Linked DNA regions of Danio rerio: all the other regions are linked to region 1. A link is a contact called in public Hi-C and Micro-C data. All regions are on one chromosome and are shown on one strand. Each heading gives the region's core, a stretch centred on a gene start, on an enhancer-like site or on the middle of the called end of the contact. The rest is flanking DNA. Distances are from core to core; before and after follow the strand shown.

Region 1 (3,966 bases), core at 373-2,872:
TTAAATGTACACTAGATGGTGCCAGATGATTAAATGAGAAACGTTTGTCTTTTGTTGCGGGTCTCTGCAGTCGTTCAACATGGTTACGAACGACAGATCTCTCGATTCTAAACTAGTTAAACTGTCACATTAAGTAATATGATGTGTTTCTGTGGGTCAGGCATATATTTATCTATTTATTTTATTTTTTTATTTTATTTTTTTTATTTATTCATTCATGTACCTACTCGTTAAAAAAGTAGGCTAGTCTAAACTATGATCAGAATCTAAACAGGCTTACATTTAAGCACATTAGAAATATGTCAGGCTGTCGTTCAGCCTCAGTAAAGAAAGCAAAATGCGATAATAAAGGCATCCCTTGGGATTTGTCAATGGAAATGTGATAGAGAAACATTCTACTTCTAACATTGTCCAATAGAGGGCCCAAGAGAACGTTAGATGACTTAAGAGAGAACCCGTTTTCTTGATCTCTGAACTAACACTATTTCATAAAATGTGCAGACTAAAAGAGTAGGCTATTTTATATTTCACTGCTGGCCTGTCATGCAAAGAAAACCTGCTTTGATTGTACTTACATTTGCAATAGTTAATACTGATGTAAGCTAGAACTTTATAATTTTGTTGATTTTGCCAATTTTTAATGGAGCTGGATTATAATGGTGCTTTTTCGGAGACATTTAATCAGACACAAGCTGATGTTTTGCTCGGCTATGTATCAGCAATATACAACGATAATAATAATAATAATATTAATTATATATATATATATATATATATATATATATATATATATATATATATATATATATATATATATATATATATATATATATATATATATATATATATTAGCAAGCAACAACGATAAGAATCAATTGTCCGTTTAAATTCTACATTCTAGCCTGTTATAGCATTTCTAGACCTTTAAGTTGTGCCGTAATAAAAAAAATATATTTTTAAAAACATTAGAATGACAACACTGAATACAAATTTGATATCAGACTGATGTTGTCTATGCATTTTTGCGCATATAGTTTAATGCCGCTTTCTGAAATTAATTTATCGCTTCCACTTAGGTTAATTTGTAATTCTACAACTCTACTTACATTAACATGTGTTAATAATTTATACAGTTAAATGATGTAACAAAGCGACAGGGGTACCCATATTGCACGCTTGCAGCACACCAGAATATCTAATTTTTTAAGCCGTTGATAAAAAGTTGATATATTCCCAGACCGACACGGTGGTTAGAGTGTTTATTTAGATTTCACTCAATAACTCTTTCGATGATCAAAATGACAGGAAGAAATACCAGTATGACTTAATAAAAGTGAATGTTAATCAAGTGAAAATGATTAAACAAACATTTGTTTAGGGATAACTGTCTCATGACGCAAAATTATATAATATGCAAATATTTTAACATTGTCAAAATTAAAACAAAAAGTGGGAAATGTCACACTGCTCCTGCTCTTGAAGCAGGAATCTCAACTTTTACCTTTTTCAGGTGTCGTTGTCGTACACGTGCCCATAGTAGAGCGCATGCGCCGTGAGGTGGTTCTCTGTTTTTATTGCCAGGTGAGTAGATTTTGTTCAGGTAAAGTGGAATTTTGCTTAAGGACACAAGACCCAATGATATTGTGTCATGTACCACATTCAGAAAGAAGAGACAAGAATGTCACTAATGGGCAAAATGGGAGACTGGCAGGTACGTTCTCTTCCTTAAGATATGAGGGTGATGCTGCTTTTACTTTTAATGAGTATTAAACCTTTTCTGATGAACGTTTTATATATATAACAGTTAATGATTAAAAGCCTTTAAATAAAAAGCTACGAGCTAAAACTGTATCACCCTAGATCTCCGTTAGAGACTGAGTGAAGAAAGGGGTGAGGAAAATGATCAGATTTCTCTTTAAAAAAACACTCTTTATGTAGTCAGAAAAGGGCAACTTTGCTGTTAGAACATGAATATGCCTACTTATTTAGGCTATTTTACTTTCTGCTTTAATTATTTTATTTTAGTCTATTTGCTGTTTTTTTATTGTTCGGTCTTTGCAGGCCTTCGTATACATTTTTCTATGGCAGGATAAATGGGAAAAACTATATTACTATTTTCTCTCTACGTTTGTTATCACACTGTTTTACTGTGCACTGCGTCCCTGTGCACTGTCCTTAAGTATTGTGGTCCAGAGTAAAAAATAACACAAGGGATTTTAGATTTTTGTCACACGAGTATACAATTTTCTCATTATGAAAATTGCGACAAAGTTTTAGGAATGCAGACTAGTTCTTAATTTTCTTTTGTGCGACTGGTTTCAGCGATGCGGACCCCCAATCAATAAGCAGCGAACAACAAAGCAGCACACCCCATTCATATCTACTGCGCGTTTCTCTGCCTCTCCTAATCATCATTGTGTCTTAGTTTCTTTCGGCCTCTCATTAATGACAACTGGACTCACCCCACCAAAAATGGTAATGGAGGTAATGGAAAGACAACGCCTTAGACTCGGCGACCTGTCTTCTGACCTCATTCACATTTAACAAGCCATGTTGTTGTGTTAATTATTTACATTTATCAAATTGCGCCGTTACACGTTGTAAATAGATGTATGCTTACTGAAGAATCGACTTTTAGCATAACATTATTGCGAGTATTTTACAGGCAAACGTTCACTGTAGGACTAAAACAACATTTTACAGTTGCCAGACTGGGCGCAATTTTATTTTGGCCAACCGAATCAAGAAAATGCAACAAAAGCGTGTTGTTTAATAAACAGCCTATTTTACAAACTGCTCGTGAGGTGTAGCCTAAATTCGAAATTTATGAATACTGTTTGAAAGATTATTTGTTCATGGTTCAAGTGCATGAATTATCCCAACTGGATGATTAATTCAAATAAACAGGAGAAGCTCTCATTCACCACTTATATTAGCCCCTGTAATTTACCGTTCCCTTTTGAAATACAAATGAAACGCAGTGAAGGTATTCTTGCTGGAATTCTCGTTGCAGTTTCTACCTGTGTATATTCATTGGCTTTGCTCTCTTGATATGCTAATGAGGGTTATTACAGTAGCGATCGAGTCTCTCTCTTCCACCATTAGAGGGAGATCTGAGCGCGCAGCTCGAGCCTTGTATGCACTGTGTCAAACTCAAGCGAAGGCGCACTGCACTCTATCCACAACCAATGAAAATGCTTTGGAAATTAACTGATAATATTAAATATGAAGACTTCGAGGTAAGCGGCTTAACCAGGCTTTTGATACAAAATGTTGCATGATATTTATTTAATTTTGGAACGGTTTAACTTTTCTTGTTCAGTTTGTTTTATTTTACTGAGTTGCTGTTTTGCTGCTATTTAATTTAGAGTAAGAAGTGATAAATGCAATTTTGTGATAAGTGATTAAAACGGCATGATCCATAGCACATAGCTTAATTGTTTCCAGCATAATAATAATAATAATAATAATAAAAATAATAATAATTATAATAATAATAATAATAATAATATAATAATGATGATGATGATAATAATAATAACAACAAAAATTAGGATAAGGATAATAATAAATACACGTTGAACATAAATTGCCTAAAATTCTGTATAATAATAATAATAATAATAATAATAATAATTTTTGACAAACTTACCAAATTTACGTTTGTAAATGTACATTATAAATTTACATTTACAAACGTAAATTTGATAAGTTTGTTCACTGTCAAAAACACATTATCATCAATCACGCGTGCATTTCAGTAGTAGTCAAATTACATTTAAAGTGTATTCGTTTTTTTCCTTTTCTTCTTCATGTCTTTCCCCTCTCTATGTTGTGTTTGTGGTGAATGCAGTTATATGGGAGTAGTTTGCGGAGTGGCGAAGCCAGTAAAACGTGTTTTCGCAGAGAATCACACGCCATGATCAGGAATGAACCTCTGTTTCTCCACGTGTCTTTACGAGTTTC
Region 2 (3,966 bases), core at 760-3,259, 810 kb after region 1:
TAAATAAATAAAAACCTAAATAATACTGTTAAGTGCTGAGGTTAAAATACGGATCAATGGAGAAGGCAAATAATTTTGAGTATATTTACTGTCTTTTCCTTTTTGTATCACAATGACATGATCTGTCAACAAATTACAGTATGAACAGCAATATACTGTATATTTATCAGGGTTTCAACAATAAGGACTGCCCGATGGCCCGGGGTCAACATATGAGATGCTCAGGACAGTATACAGGATCGTTACTGGCCCGATCGGGCCACTGCTGCCTTGTTACTAAAGTTTAATTTGCCTGTGACTATTTGTCACATTTGTCAATTGCGTGCGAATACAGTTTTAGAATTGAGAAACAGTTCGTATTTTCAAGCCTTCAAACGCTACCTTCTCGGTTCTTCTTATCTTATTGGATGTTGTGAGCACATTATTAGTACAGGGAAGAGACAGCAACATGGCGGTAACATCAAATGATGATGCTAAAGGAAAACATTTGTTTGTAACGTCTTGGAAGCAGACATAAACCAGGGTACACCACGACAAAAAAAAAAAAAAATTAAGTGATCTTTTGTACAGTTTGCTGTCAGTTTGGCTGGTCTTTAGCCATCTTTTGTTTCAAAACACTTTGAGTTTTGCTCATTACACATTTATATATATATTTTAAATATTTAAATTCTATGTTTACAAACATTTTGACACTTTTTATTTATTTGTGGCTAAGAAATAGCTATAAACTTTTTTTTGGTGGGGCCAGTGAAAATATTGGCAGGGCAAGTAAAAACCTGAACCATTGGTCCGATTGGGCCAGTAGAAAAAATCCTTAGCGTTGAACCCTGTATATATATATATATATATATATATATATATATATATATATATATATATATATATATACAGTTGAGATCAGGGTTATTAGCCCTCTTTTGATTTTTTTTTTTCTCTTTTTTAAATGTTTCACAAATGATATTTTTTCTTCTGGAGATAGTCTTATTTTTTTTTTTTCGGCTGGAGTAAAAGCAGTTTTACATTTTGTTAAAAAGCATTGTAAGGTCAAAATTATTAGGCCCTTTAAGCTATATATATATATATATATATATATATATATATATATATATATATATATATATATATATATATATATATATATATATATTGATAGTCTACTGATCAAATCATCGTTATACAATAACTTGCCTAATTACCCTAACCTGCCTAGTTAACCTAATTAACCTAGTTAAGCCTTTAAATATCACTTTAAGCTGTATAGAAGTGTCTTGTAAATATCTAGTAAAATATCATTTACTTTCATCACGACAAAGATACAATAAATCAGTTATTAGAGAACAGTTATTAAAACTGTAATGTTTAGAAATGTGTAGAAAAAAAATCTTCTCCCCGTTAAACAGAAATTGGGGGAAAAATAAACGAGGGGGCTAATAATTTAGGGGGGGCTAATAAATCTAACTTCAAGTGTGTGTGTGTGTGTGTGTGTGTGTGTGTGTGTGTATGAAATGTTGTTCACTGTCATTATGTCAAAGATAAAATAAATCCTTATTAGAAATGAGTACTTAAAACTGTTACGTTTATATAAATATCTTGCAGTTTGGACTTTAATTTGTTGACAGATCATGTCAACTATATACTATAAATTGCCATAGTTCACGCCAGAACACCCCTTCGAAGTACAGTTATTGACAACATGACTAAGTACATGACATTTTGTAGGCCTAATCTACTGACACGTTCATTGACACGGAAATTAAATTCTGAGAGATTAACTAAGGATTTTGAGCAAGAGACAAGAGCTTTTGCGGGCAGTCCATTGTGTTTTGCTATTTGTACCCGTTATTTTCAGAGATGCACTTACTGTTTTGCAAATTTGAATTCTGATCTAACAAATGTTCCAAAGAAAGAGAGAAAAACTACATTACCATATGAAAACAGGCTGAATCTGTCCAACATGACGCGACAGAGGCGGGACTAGAGAATCTCCACCAATCAGCGCCCGCTTAATGTAGTCCGTTGGTTTCCGGTGTGATCAAGATGGCGCTGCGGGAGCTGAACTCGCTTGAGAGATTTCTAGGATTAAAAAAGGCAAATAAATACAGCACGCAAGGAGGGAAAAAGGTGAATCGAACGCTGAAAGAGATATAGTTGGGGTTTTGAGCTGATAGTATTTTTAAAAAGATGCGTTAGGGTTGTAAAGTGTCATATGTTAGTCATTGTATGAATGAATGGCTGGTGGTGGAAACCTGAAATTTTATTTCACTGGGAAGATTTCAGATCTTCTTTATTATGTATTTAATATGTATTATTTACATACATTCATCAGCATTTCATCTATTATTTTTAACCGTGTTAGAATGATAAGTATCCAAGTATTTAATAAGTATTCACATGTGTAGTAGCAAACCCACTGAAAGATCTTTGTTCACTTTGACATCTGGATCATCAAAGAAACACATTTACTGTAAAAATAACATTTAAACGGTTTAAGACAGCCTATTATAGTGCATTTACAAGGTAAAACATCTTGGATAATTTTCAAGTTTACATAAAAACACTTGCCTGCAAAAAGACATCATGGCCCTTATGCTAAGCAACATTTAGAGCAGCTTTATACCCACCATGTGCATTGAAACTACCTATAGATAGATAGATAGATGGATGGATGGATGGATGGATGGATGAGTGTTTCCAGCAATATGGATGTGACATCTACAATTTCAAAACATAAATTCACCGTGATAGTATATGTTAACATTATATTGAAGCATCTGTTTATATATTCCAAAACAACTAACCACAGAGTTATTTGAGCAGAAAAATATCAATCTGTAAACCTATTTTATATTTTAAATAAGGGATTTAAACATACGTTATGGATGTGATGAAAAAAGTATGCAACATACTTTGTAGAAAGTCTGAATTAAACTGCACAACCCCCCCAAAAACAATGCTAATCAAAAGGATAAGAGTTCTCTCTAAAGAACTAAAACTATTTATTTTATTATTATTATTATTAATATTTATTTTTATTTTTTATTTTTTGCATTAATGAGGAAAAAGCTCCATTGTGGGTATGACAGATGGGAAATTGGCACTTGTGTAATTTTGGTAAGTAAAATATAATAGTTTGAAAACATTATCAGAAACATTTTTGAGTATTTTTAGAACACTGTAAAATACTTAGAAACAGTTTTAAAGAGATAAATTACATGTTACTACAAAAATAAAGAGCAGTATTTGCAGTGACTGACTTTACATCTTACCATTATTAATTACAAAGTTTAAGCAAATTACAGTCCTTTGTATTAAGAGTTTATTTGAAAAAAAAAACAGATAACAATTTGTAATATTTTAGAGTTTAACTGCAAAAAAACTGTATCTTTGAAAAATAAAAAATAAAATAAAATGATGATAATCTGTTCTTCTTTTTTTAGTCGCCTTATAATAAGTTAAAAAAATCTATTAATACTTTTTTTTCCAAATGTTAGTTTTGTTAATATTAACATCGGTGATGTATTGTAATTAAATAAGTACAGTTCCCTAATACAATACTTTTCTATAATTATTTCTTATTGAAGCTACATTATTATTATTTACTATTATGTAACCAACCAAATAACACATACAGTAAATGTGATTGATGTAATATACCATGTAATATTAATGTATCATTTAACAATTCAAATCTTATTGTTCAAAATTCATACTGTACACTAGCTTCATTCATTTATTCATGTACTAACTACTTTATTTATAGTTTTTTCCAGTTGTTCCCAAAGTGTTGTTCATAAGACGGTGATTTCCAAAAGTCAAATAAATTCTATTAAACTGCTAGAATTACCATATTTTATCCATAAACCACAGGAGATAAATAATAGTAGTTAATAATTACATAAAAAAGGAACATCATACAAATAATAAGCCATCAGCCTTTAATTTTTTTTTCCATAGATTCCGTTTTTA
Region 3 (3,966 bases), core at 892-3,391, 660 kb after region 1:
CGACGCAGTGGCACAGTAGGTAGCACGTTCGCCTCACAGCAAGAAGGTCGCTGGGTTGCTGGTTTGATTCTTGGCTCAGTTGGTGTTTCTGTGTGGAGTTTGCATGTTCTCCCTGCATTCACGTGGGTTTCCTCCGGGTACTCCGGTTTCCCCACAGTCCAAAGACATGCGGTACAGATGAATTGGGTAGGTTAAATTGTCCGTAGGATATGAGTGTGTGTGTGAATGTGTGTGTGGATGTTTTCCAGAGATGGGTTACGGCTGGCAGGGCATCCGCTGCGTAAAAACTTGCTGGATAAGTTGGCGGTTCATTCCGCTGTGGCGACCCCAGATTAATAAAGGGACTAAGCCGACAAGAAAATGAATGAATGAATGAATCTTGCAGCCCGACTCACTTGCATTTAAAATTACACAAAAATCAACTGCATTTAATCTCTACAGAGAAAAAACAACAACAAAACAAAATACATTTCTAACAAATACTTGGATATATGGAACCATGAAATAACCATTATTATACAGAAAGAAAAAAAAATATTCGTCTTACTTTGTTTCTCTTTTTTGGGGGGTTGGGCGGTAAAGTCTTCCACTGAAACACTGGTGTTATCCTTAATAATACATGTCCTACTCCTCACATTTGTTGCAGACTCATCCATGATCCCAACAGTCGTTAGGTCATCTGAATTCTAATCAGATCCATGCACAGAATCACTCAAGCGTTCAGCTTTCCCAGAAGATCCTACTGATTTGCTGAGCTACAGGCCTCATTGGATCCAGATTTGGCTCTTTGAAAAGCCACTGCATTTCCTTCCGCATGCAATGTTTTATTTATTACTGGTTATTTGATCTGGTCTGAGACCATTATGGGAATATGTACCTTTCTGAATAATCAATAAATAGCCATTTTATTATTTAGAAGGATCTGGTGTGAAAGGCTGCAAAAAGTAAAAGTCATTACACAAATCCGTCATTGTTGATAAATGAGATCACTTGTAAAGTTAGATGGGTGGCAAAAGAGCCGCGTGCATGTGGACGGTTCTGTGCATTGCTGAATACTATTAGCGGGCAGTAAATATTGCACAGGCCTCTCCATGGGACTATGATTCGGCGAGTGGGTGGCAGAGAGAGGGCAGTAAATTCGGAGATTAATTAACCCGTTGAATTCTGGACATTTCCAGGTCTCCATTGCGGTGACCTGTGGACGTAAATGGGACGAGCCCGTCCTCGGCGGTGAGTGGAGAGTTAGGGCTCTCGTCCGGAAGAATGAGTTATTAAGAGAATTTTTTGAATAGATGGAAAAATTGTAGCCTGGCTATTTAGTGTCATAAAGTGCAGCCAAGCCAGTGCAGGGGCTCCTCGGGACAGGAGGCAATAGCATTCCAATCAAATCTCAGACGGATGAGAGATGGGCCTGTCCACTCTGAATTTTTATATTGTGGAAGGGGCTGGAAAGAAATAATGCCGTCCGTGAGTGAATTAACCTCTCGCTGTGGATGGAAAGGCCTCTGTCATCTATAGGGGAAGCAGAGGAAATGAATGGGTGGAACGGAGGCTGGGCGAGTAGGGGGAGGGGGTAGATAGGATCATAACCCCTTGCCAGAGATGGACCTTCCGTGGCTACAGCTCGGCCACATGTGTTGTGTATAGGAGTGAGTGTATTCACCTTATTCTCAGCTGACGAGTGGGCGCTGCCATTTGAATCTTTTTGTCTCGCGACTTCCGGTCACATTCACTTCCATTCATTTTTTAACGTTAACAACTGCTCGTTACGCTGCTTGATGTTGCAATTTAATATTTTCTTATTATATTATGCTACTTGGTCTGTGTAGTCATGCAAACATTTGTTTGTTGAGCAAGTAGTTTGGCCATTTTGTGCCATTATTCCTTGTCATTTCTCCCATAGGCGACTGAATCGGAAGTTCTAAGACAATCGCGAAAACAGGCGCACTTCCGCATTTTAGAATAAGGTCAATAGTGTGCTGCTTGAGCTTTTTGTTGATATCTAAAGGTCTGATCAAAATGGCTTTGTTTTATTTTTGCATGCCATTCGTTCACATACATGCAAAACTAGGATGTAAATGTGCCAAACGTGCTGATCTCTTGTCATTCTGGACAAACAGGTTACACAATTCAGCCTACCTGCAGGAAACTTTAGCAGAAGACATGTTGTGTAGCTCAATATATATTCAAAATGAAACCAACACAAGAAATAAAACAGGTATGAAATTGTTATTTGTTTCTTTATCTACACAAGTAATCTGTTAGTCTGTTAGTGCCCTCAAACATAATCCTTCAGAAAAGCAGGAGACATTATCTAATGATGGCTTTCTGTTTGTGGGAATTTTCTTGTCTTGCATCTTCATTTGCATGCTTATATTATAGGCCTATGCGTTAAAGTAATACATAATTCATGTGATGAAAAGGAAGGCTGCAAAGCCTACTTATGAGTGTGTAGAGAGATTTTAAGGGACATAAAGTTTAATCTTGACAAAGAATCCCTTGTGACATGCTGTTTGTTGTTAAATGTTAGCTTTAGCAGCTAGCAAATGTTCATTCATTTATTAATTCATCTGTTTGTCTATCCAGCCCACACTTTACTGGTAATTTGTGACAGCTTTTACCTCATAGGCTACTTTTAGTGCAGGTGTTGTAAGTAATATTAACCAAAAGTTATGAAGGAATTAAATATTCAACTGAAAAAAAACCCACATTAGTGAGGCAATTTTGATGTAGGCCTATGTCTTCTTGTCACAATCATACCCTAATCCCATGGTCTTCCTCTAAGTTTACACTATCATGATTCTTCTTTGACTGTTGAGTAGATCAGTGGTTTCTAAAATGGGGGTTGGGACCCCCTGGGACAATGACAGAGGGTCACTTGGTGATTTTCAAAAGTCAAATAAATTTTATTCAACTATTATGTTATTTACAACACAGCAATAGTGTCAGATGTAGCAGATTGATTTTAAAGCACCAGGTTAAACTTTCTGACACCTTTATGGCAATCAAATACATTAAAAATGAATACAGACCACAACTGAACATTAAAAATGATCTCTGAGTGGCGGTCTCCAAAATTAAACCAAGAATAGACTTGTGCTGAAAACATTGTGCCCACCTGTCTCATAAAGGTTAATTAAACAAATAAATAAATAACTATAAAAATTATATGGTTGTTCAGCTGTTGCATATTTTTGTGTTGTCAGTATGCTCGTGTTTATATAGGCCTATTGTTGTGTGTGCAACATTTGTATAGACGAATTACCGATGAAACATTTAGTATGCGCATGCAGCGAGGTTGCAGAAAAAAAACGAGAGCGCTAGCATTTACAGCGAGGGAATGAAATCCGATGCAGTACAGAGTTTGTTGCTGTCTTAGAGATTAGTTTATATTGATTACATATTATTTACATAATGCTTTCAGCTTATTATAACAGCTTGTCACCCAGTGATAAGCACAGTTATTTGGCAAAATTAACGTTAAAGTGAGTGGCGTTCATCTGACAGGTCCATTTGCGATAGCACCTTCCCAATGGATATTGGATAAGACGAAATGGCCAAGCGTCCAGCCACAAATATACAACTATCTCATTGAAACTCCAAGTGTTTTAACGAGAGAAATTTAAAGTCTTTGGATGCCAACAATTTTGTTCTGCATGGTCATGTGCAAGAAATAATGTTCCATGATTACCAGATTCAAAACTATGTGCTAAAAACCGAGGTTCTGTCTAGCCAAAGACACGGAAAGGAGACGGAACTGTACAAGGCCTGGGTAATCATCAACAAGCAAAACGACTGCATTCTGACAGCGAACTGCACCTGTAGGGCAGGGTATGTGAACTTAGATCTTTACAGTTTATTCTAAGCAGTCAGTGTCCGCATTTTAATGAACTATATTTAACTGTTTTTGCTGAAATCATTGCTGCAATAAAAAACAAGTAAAGTGTATGATCCAGCATTGCATGA

The links. Hi-C and Micro-C count contacts between places; a contact is called where the count stands out from the background.
Region 2: a Hi-C map of hematopoietic stem cells shows a contact between it and region 1, with 4 times the contacts expected there. The contact joins the promoter of eef1e1 here to the promoter of tfap2a in region 1. A contact is called at or near these places in 6 of 18 Hi-C or Micro-C datasets (caudal fin, embryo, fibroblasts and 1 more) and 2 of 4 datasets of contacts at active chromatin or transcription factors (caudal fin and embryo).
Region 3: a contact with region 1 is called in a Micro-C map of caudal fin, with 10 times the contacts expected there. The contact joins the promoter of slc35b3 here to the promoter of tfap2a in region 1. A contact is called at or near these places in 3 of 18 Hi-C or Micro-C datasets (caudal fin, hematopoietic stem cells and an unstated tissue) and 1 of 4 datasets of contacts at active chromatin or transcription factors (embryo).

The regions. Positions count from the first base shown.
Region 1 is chr24:9,078,338-9,082,303 of GRCz12tu, reverse strand. tfap2a (transcription factor AP-2 alpha) reads left to right here and starts at 1,622. Exons shown (of 7, transcript NM_001319158.1): 1 at 1,622-1,711. The coding sequence starts at 1,649. It also overlaps a transcript of tmem14ca not described here.
Region 2 is chr24:8,271,245-8,275,210 of GRCz12tu, reverse strand. eef1e1 (eukaryotic translation elongation factor 1 epsilon 1) reads left to right here and starts at 2,009. Exons shown (of 4, transcript NM_001386550.1): 1 at 2,009-2,121. The coding sequence starts at 2,038.
Region 3 is chr24:8,422,842-8,426,807 of GRCz12tu, reverse strand. slc35b3 (solute carrier family 35 member B3) reads left to right here and starts at 2,141. Exons shown (of 10, transcript NM_001039995.1): 1 at 2,141-2,218.